Linked DNA regions of Mus musculus: region 1 is linked to region 2. A link is a contact called in public Hi-C data. All regions are on one chromosome and are shown on one strand. The core of a region is the stretch at or near the end of the contact, and the rest is flanking DNA. Distances in the headings are between cores, read along the strand shown.

The links. A called contact is a pair of places that touch in the nucleus more often than the background predicts.
Region 1: a contact with region 2 is called in a Hi-C map of bone marrow-derived macrophages, with 79 read pairs. The contact joins the promoter of Pilrb2 here to the enhancer-like site in region 2. A contact is called at or near these places in 12 of 39 promoter capture datasets (the 3T3-L1 cell line, 3T3-L1-derived adipocytes, the C10 cell line and 6 more), 1 of 15 datasets of contacts at CTCF or cohesin (CD8 T cells), 4 of 484 Hi-C or Micro-C datasets (the CH12 cell line, bone marrow-derived macrophages, female germline stem cell-derived STRA8 germ cells and 1 more), 3 of 115 datasets of contacts at active chromatin or transcription factors (the HPC-7 cell line and bone marrow-derived macrophages) and 3 of 9 other capture datasets (adipose tissue, liver and pancreatic islet).

Annotation. Positions count from the first base shown.
Region 1 is chr5:137,870,158-137,873,307 of GRCm38.p6, reverse strand. It overlaps Pilrb2 (paired immunoglobin-like type 2 receptor beta 2), which reads left to right and starts at 1,550. Exons shown (of 5, transcript NM_001384202.1): 1 at 1,550-1,739; 2 at 2,057-2,443. The coding sequence starts at 1,655.
Region 2 is chr5:137,815,997-137,819,307 of GRCm38.p6, reverse strand. Zcwpw1 (zinc finger, CW type with PWWP domain 1) reads right to left here. Exons shown (of 17, transcript NM_001005426.2): 12 at 2,332-2,415; 13 at 1,784-1,850; 14 at 1,416-1,510; 15 at 284-344. Among named protein-coding and RNA genes, the nearest start is that of Pilra, 19 kb to the left of the region's middle. Within about 2 kb of position 1,662, at least 22 of the 459 cell types and tissues checked have an H3K27ac peak or open chromatin away from gene starts, as enhancers often do. A contact at or near this core is called in CD8 T cells and bone marrow-derived macrophages, where this site is marked.

The DNA of each region.
Region 1 (3,150 bases), core at 301-2,800, 54 kb before region 2:
TTCGTGGTCATCTCTGGCTATATACTAAGTTTTAGGACCACTTTGGGCTTCTTGAGATAGAATTTAAACACACACACACACACACACACACACACACACACACACACACACCTAGTCCCTGATCTGACTAACCTTCCATCTGGAGCCAACTCATCCCATAGGCTCTGTGCCTCAGTGTCTCCAAGGGTACTATGAATACAGATGAATACAAACTGTCAGGACATGACAGTTTGTGTCTGGATCAGAACAAGGTATCTGAGGACCATGGGGACTGTAAAGGGAGTCAGAGAAGCAGACATGAAAGAGGGCAGGCTGCAAAGCCAGCTGCAGGGAAGCAGGAACAAGGCGATCAGTGCCAGGGAACCTAAGGAAATGGGAAGAGGTCTCTGCACATGTCACTCAGGGAGATTGATGCCACTTCCTCTGACACCATCATGTGTTTGTGCCCTTCAGGAAGCTGATGGCACCATGTCCTGAGGAAGGGTAGTTTGAACCTCCTTAGAACCAGCCCTGAGGTCACCACAGCCTCTGCCCCAACCTTTCAACCCAAGTCACAGGCCAGCTGTGTCCACTGTCAGCCATGTCCCAGGCCTTACATCATGAATGACACATGGCTGCTCAGAGCTGTGTTTGCCCACTTAGTCCAAAGAAGGTTCTCCTGTGGCCATAACTAGAGGAAGTCACTCAAGAGCTTTGTGGAAAGAGCCTCCTCAGAGGCTGCACTGAGCAGGCAAACTGAAGTCTCTGTGTGGAATGGAAGACTCCAAGAACTCAATGTGACTAAAGTCCAGTCAATGAGCCACGTGGCTGTTGTATGACATGTGCCTTGACTTCTCTGATCCTTGTTATCCTCTCCTGAGTGAGTGTTATGGTAGGAGGAGGAGAGGCAGGAAGGCTCCTTTAGAAACTGGAGTAGCTTTAGAGTCACTGTCCAGGAAGCCAAAGGAAGTTGGAGGCTCTACCACAGAGATCAGGGCAAGGTGGAGGGGATCCTCAAAGCCTTGATTCTGCCTGGGCACTGGGAAGGCTCCCTGAAAGGCAAGAAAGAGCAAGTTGCGATGGGGACAGAGAGGGGGAAGGAAGAGCAGGGTAAGGGGGTTATTGTGCTAGGGCCTGGGACTTACTGTGTTTCCTGATTACACCTTCCTCATTGTGTCTGAGGTGATTTAGAAACTGACAACTTCATTAGGTGAGATAATTAGAGAGAAATGTGACAACCAGCATGGTGGGAGACATAATGAGAAAGAGATTAAGTAGGGGGAAGGAAAGACTAGAAGAAAAATAGAGGAAGGGAAACAGAGATTACAAGCCACTTAGGAAATGGAAAACAGTAGATAAGATAGAAGATGAAGGTGGAAGAGAGGAGAGCCCTGCCTCCTGAGGACAAAGCCATGTCTCCAAGCCAACAATGGGGGCTGGGCCAAAGTCCAGTTATGTTGTCAGTGACCACAGGGCGGATCTTCTGCAACATGGGAAAAGAAGAAGCCAGATCAATAAAGGAAGTTGCTGGCCACAAGGAGGTGGAGATGGAAAGGTCCTGCCCCAACTCAGTCCTCCACATGAGAAGGCCTGGGGATCTGTCTCGCTTTACCCTGGTTCTCTCTGGACTCCTGAGCACCCCAGTGTCCCTAGACAGAGCATCCTTGCCTTCCTGATGGCTTTGCTGATCTCGCTTCCTGGAGAGACTCCAGCCATGGCTCAGATCCTGCTTCTGCTCTCATCAGCCTGTCTGCATGCTGGTGAGTGGTAGCGACCTCACTAGCAGGGACTTAACCTCAGGAGGGGACAATGGGGCTGGGAAGAGTAGGGAGTCATGTGGACAGGTGTCTGCTAGAGGAGCCAGCCAGGACTCTCTGCCCCAAGAGTCAGTTGACATTGCAGAGGGAGCCCAACCCAACCCTTCACTGTCTTTCCTGTCCCACTAGCTTTGGGGACAGTCCTGCCTTGTGTCTCACCCCTGCCTGTGCAAGAAGTCTCAGAATGTTCTGTGTTGTCCTTTCTATGTTTCCTGTCACTGTCCCCTGCAGTGGCTTCAGAGTCTCCCCATCCTTCCCAGGAAATTCAGCAAGATCAAACGGAGGAAATGACTTTGGGGTCAACCAACCTGAACGCTGCTCTGGAGTCCAGGGTGGCTCCATCGACATCCCCTTCTCCTTCTACTTCCCCTGGAAGTTAGCCAAGGATCCACAGATGAGCATAGCCTGGAGATGGAAGGATTTCTTTGGGCACTTCATCTACAACTCCTCCATGCCTTTCATACATGAGCACTTCAAGGGCCGGCTCATCCTGAACTGGACACAGGGTCAGACATCTGGAGTCCTCAGAATCCTGAACTTTAAGGAGTCTGACCAGACCTGGTACTTCTGCAGAGTTTTTCTGCAAACAACAGAAGGCATAAAGTTTTGGCAGTCACTTCCTGGAACCCAACTCACCCTGACACAAGGTGAGTCACCTTGGCTCGGGCTTTGATGTCTGTGGCTTCCTTGTCCTGTGCCTGTCACCTCAGGCTTCATAACTCTGAGCTTCCTTTCATATTCATTTCCCTTGGAACTGCCCATACCTCTGCCAACAGCACTTCCCTTGTAGTTGTGACTAGCCTTCTCTGCTACCTCTGCTATGGTTTTGTCATTCTCTGCAGACACAGAACCACACCTGACTCTAAGCTTTAGCATCTGTCCTTCCCTCCTGCTCACTCCCTTATTGTTCGAAATCTGACTACTCTCCTGCCAGCTTTCACACATGACTTCAAGCTGAATAAACTTCTCCAGAATGTAGCTGACTCTCTTGGCCCTACATAAGGACTCCAATTGATCCCTCTATGCAGCATCTCCACACAACTCCAACCTCAGCTCAGAAACTATAAAAGAACATATAGTGGGGACCATTGCATGTTCTGGTATCCTCAGGTATACTTATAACTGCCACATGCCACCACAGTCCTTCATTTCCCCTCATAGCTCCCCAGGACACATCTGTATTCTCTCCTCAGGATCTTCAGCCATTAGAAAATGAAAAAGAAATTTTCCCTATTTTCAGGATGTGGCTGCTCTGTCTTCTGATCTCTCCAGCCCCTCTGATGCAGTAGCAACTGCAGTCCCCTGGACACGGGAGCCCTGAGGCCCAGGGTGGTCACTGTGTGTTCCTGCACAG
Region 2 (3,311 bases), core at 413-2,912:
GTTCCAGCCATCTTGACACTGCTGCCCCCAGGGTCTTCTCCTTCCTATGGTTCTCCTCAGAACCAGCCTTTTCCCAGAAATCAGCCTAAACCCTACACCTTTAACCAAAGACTTTGGGAACAAGAACGAGGCGCTGTATCTTCCACCCTGGCATCAGCTTGGCCTATTCTCTCAGATCCTAGAAATAAGATTCAGTCAGGCACAACCACCTGCCAATGCTTACTCTCTCTGCTTCTGCCCTCCCTATCTGTGGGACTTGCCCCTTTCCAGCTGTCTTGCTTACCTCTTGACTTGGGCTTTTTTGTCTGCATTTTAGCTGGCTTGGGTCTAGGCAAAGTTGGATCCTTCAATAGAGAAAGAACAGAAAAAAGCAAATTGAATTACAAAACTCTTTCTAGAAACCAGGAGGCACTTTAGTCATGTGATCCCCATGCAAACATGAGGCCCTGAGTTCACTCTCCAGAACCTACATGAAAGGCTGGGTGTGATGGAGCACACTTGTGATCCAGCGCTGGAGGTGTGGAAACAGGTACATTCTTGGGGCTTGTTAACCAGCCTATCTGAGTGGTCAAGCTACAAACCTACCTCAAAAAAAAACAAAAAAAAAAAAAAAAAACATGGGGGTGGCACCTGAAGAATACCTGAGAACAACCTTTGACCTCATGTGCATTTGCACACATATGCATGCACACCTGCACAGGAGTGCACTAGCACACATATTCTCTTTTTAGAAGGGGTGCTAGAGAATAATGGGTGGGCCTCAGAAAGTTAAACTAGGTTTGACTGCAACCTGGTTCAGCAGCAGAGAAAAAAAATATGTGGTCACCCTACCATCCTACTTAGTACCAGTCAATGCAAGGATTGAATGCTTAAAAAGAAGCTAAGGCAGGGGGAGGTAACTTAGAGACTATGAGATGGCGCAGCGGCTCCAAGCCTGACAACCCGAGTTCACCTGGAGGGACAACATGGTGGAAAGAGAACCAACTCCCTCAGCTTGCTCTCTGGCCTGTGTTCCCATGCCCAAGTAAGTAAATGGGGTAATAATTTTTTCACAAAAAAGAAAAAGGTAAACTAAACAAGAACATGAAAATTATTGTTTCAAGGTGATGCCAAGAAAATGGGTGACATCTGAAGTTTCCACACCAGAGAAAGGAGTGGAAAAAGCAACTGAGGGTTTCCTGGAATTATATAAAGACCAAGGGAAACACAGCACAAACTGAAACTGCAATCAAGGAAATTCCTATAGAGCTTAGAAAGTCCCACAGGGAGGATGGAAAGCCTTCTTTCCTGGAGATCTTGAGAGTGAGCCAGCCAGCCAGGGCCCCAAGGCTCGATGGTTCACAGGGACCATGAATCTATGCCAACCACACCCCTACAGGAATTCTGAAGTCACAAGAACTCTCTCTACGATTTACTTTCTTCTCTTCTTCCTCCTCCTTCTCCTCCTCTAAGTCCTTCTCTTCCTTCTCCAGACAAGACTCAGGGTTGTTGGACTCACAGAGAGTCAAATCTAGAAAAGGGAAAAGAAGGAAGACTGGGTGTCCAAGATACATTATTGAATTGAGCTGATCTCAGGAAATCCATTTTCATATCCTGTCTTCTAAGTCCTGGGGAGAGTCCCACGTCACCATGGTCCTACAGATCATGACTCACACACACCCTGTCTTATCATCCCCTCCCCCATCTCTCTGGGTCACTGTCACAAGAGAATCTGGACAGGGGCAGAGAGTGCAGGCTTGGATCCTGGGGCAGGGGCCTCTCTACCCTCCATCCCTCTTCCTACCTTCCCCTTCCTCACTGATGTCAGCTCCATTGTATCGACTCCAGAAACCAAACAAGTTAACCCGCTCCTAGGGAATCAAGAGACAACAGTGTCACCTACTCCCTGTCAGGCACAGCTTTGCCCTGTCTTCTAGATTCTAGTTATGACAAAGGCTGCATTCATTTTCCAAACCATTATCATTTGAAATATCACATAAGCTTTATCTGAACCTTTAAAGGAGATTAATTATAATCTCTTTTCTAGTTGATTCATGATGGAACAAATGACTAGGAAAGAGAAACTCACATGTCACTCTCTACCCCACCCTGCTCCTTCCAGAGGAATTTGAGGGTAAAAACTATGTTTGGGCTGAGAGAAGACACCAAGTGTCCAAGGGCAGGGAAAGGAGTGGATGCCTTAGGCATCAGGGAGACCAGGCCAGGAAGGAAAGGGTGAGATCTAAGCTGCAATAGGGAAGGCAGGCCTCCAGCTCCCTGCAGTGAGTCTGCAGGTGTGGGCTGCCTTTGGACTGAATGGGGCCGGCAGGTGTGAGCTGAGCATTGTCCCACCTGAATACTGGTCTGTTCTGCCCTGTGAGCCATCGCTATGGCTGCCTCCAGCTTCTGATTAGAGTTCTTGTTCTTGCATTTTTTCTAAAACAGAAGGTTAGGCTTGATGATAAATATGCCTTTAAAAATAGTCAATACAGAAACCTTCAAATGACTAATAATTTTTTTCATTAGTCAATATGGAGCTAGAGAGCTGGCTCAGCAGTTAAGGACCACTCTTCCAGAGGACCCAAGCTAGGTTCTCAGCATCCACACCAAACAGCTCATTACCACAGGAGTTCCAGCTTCAGGGAGCTGAAGTTCTGAGTCTCTGTAGGTTCCTGCATACATGTGCTCATACCCACAATTAAAAATAAAATAAATCTTTTTTAAAGAAAAAATAATCAATAATAATATTAGACACATGATCCCAACATATCACTACCCCCCCCCAGACATTTTTGGTTTTTGAGGCAGAATCACACTGAGCTACAGCTCAGTCTGGCCTAGCACTCACTTACAGCCTATTGGCCTCAAACTCAAAGCATCCTCCTGCCTCAGCTTCCTGAGTGCTAAATTATAGATGTATATCATCACACCTGACTTAGACATTATATTAGCTACAGGTGTTTCAGATCCTGGTACTGACACAATACTCTGTTCTCAATCTTTTGGGGCTCTCCTTCCCAATGGCATTTTTGGGCCCTCTCTACAGTGACTCACACAGGGATTTGATGGGAAAGAAGATGGACGTTCAGGTGACTCCCCTTTCAGGCCCTCGCAGGTTTCTCTAATCCTGGCAGTTTAATATTCAATTGAATAGAAGGCCCATGACAAACATTTCTTCTCCCAACTCCGTAATTCCAAAGACCATCTCGTTGGGCTGGGGGACCTCTGCTCACTTTGAGGCTAGTTAAACCCAAAATGAATATAGGGAGGAAGTACGATTTAGCTAACCACTTTGCTTCTCAACTAGGGAAGACTTTGTCTCCCAGAAGACA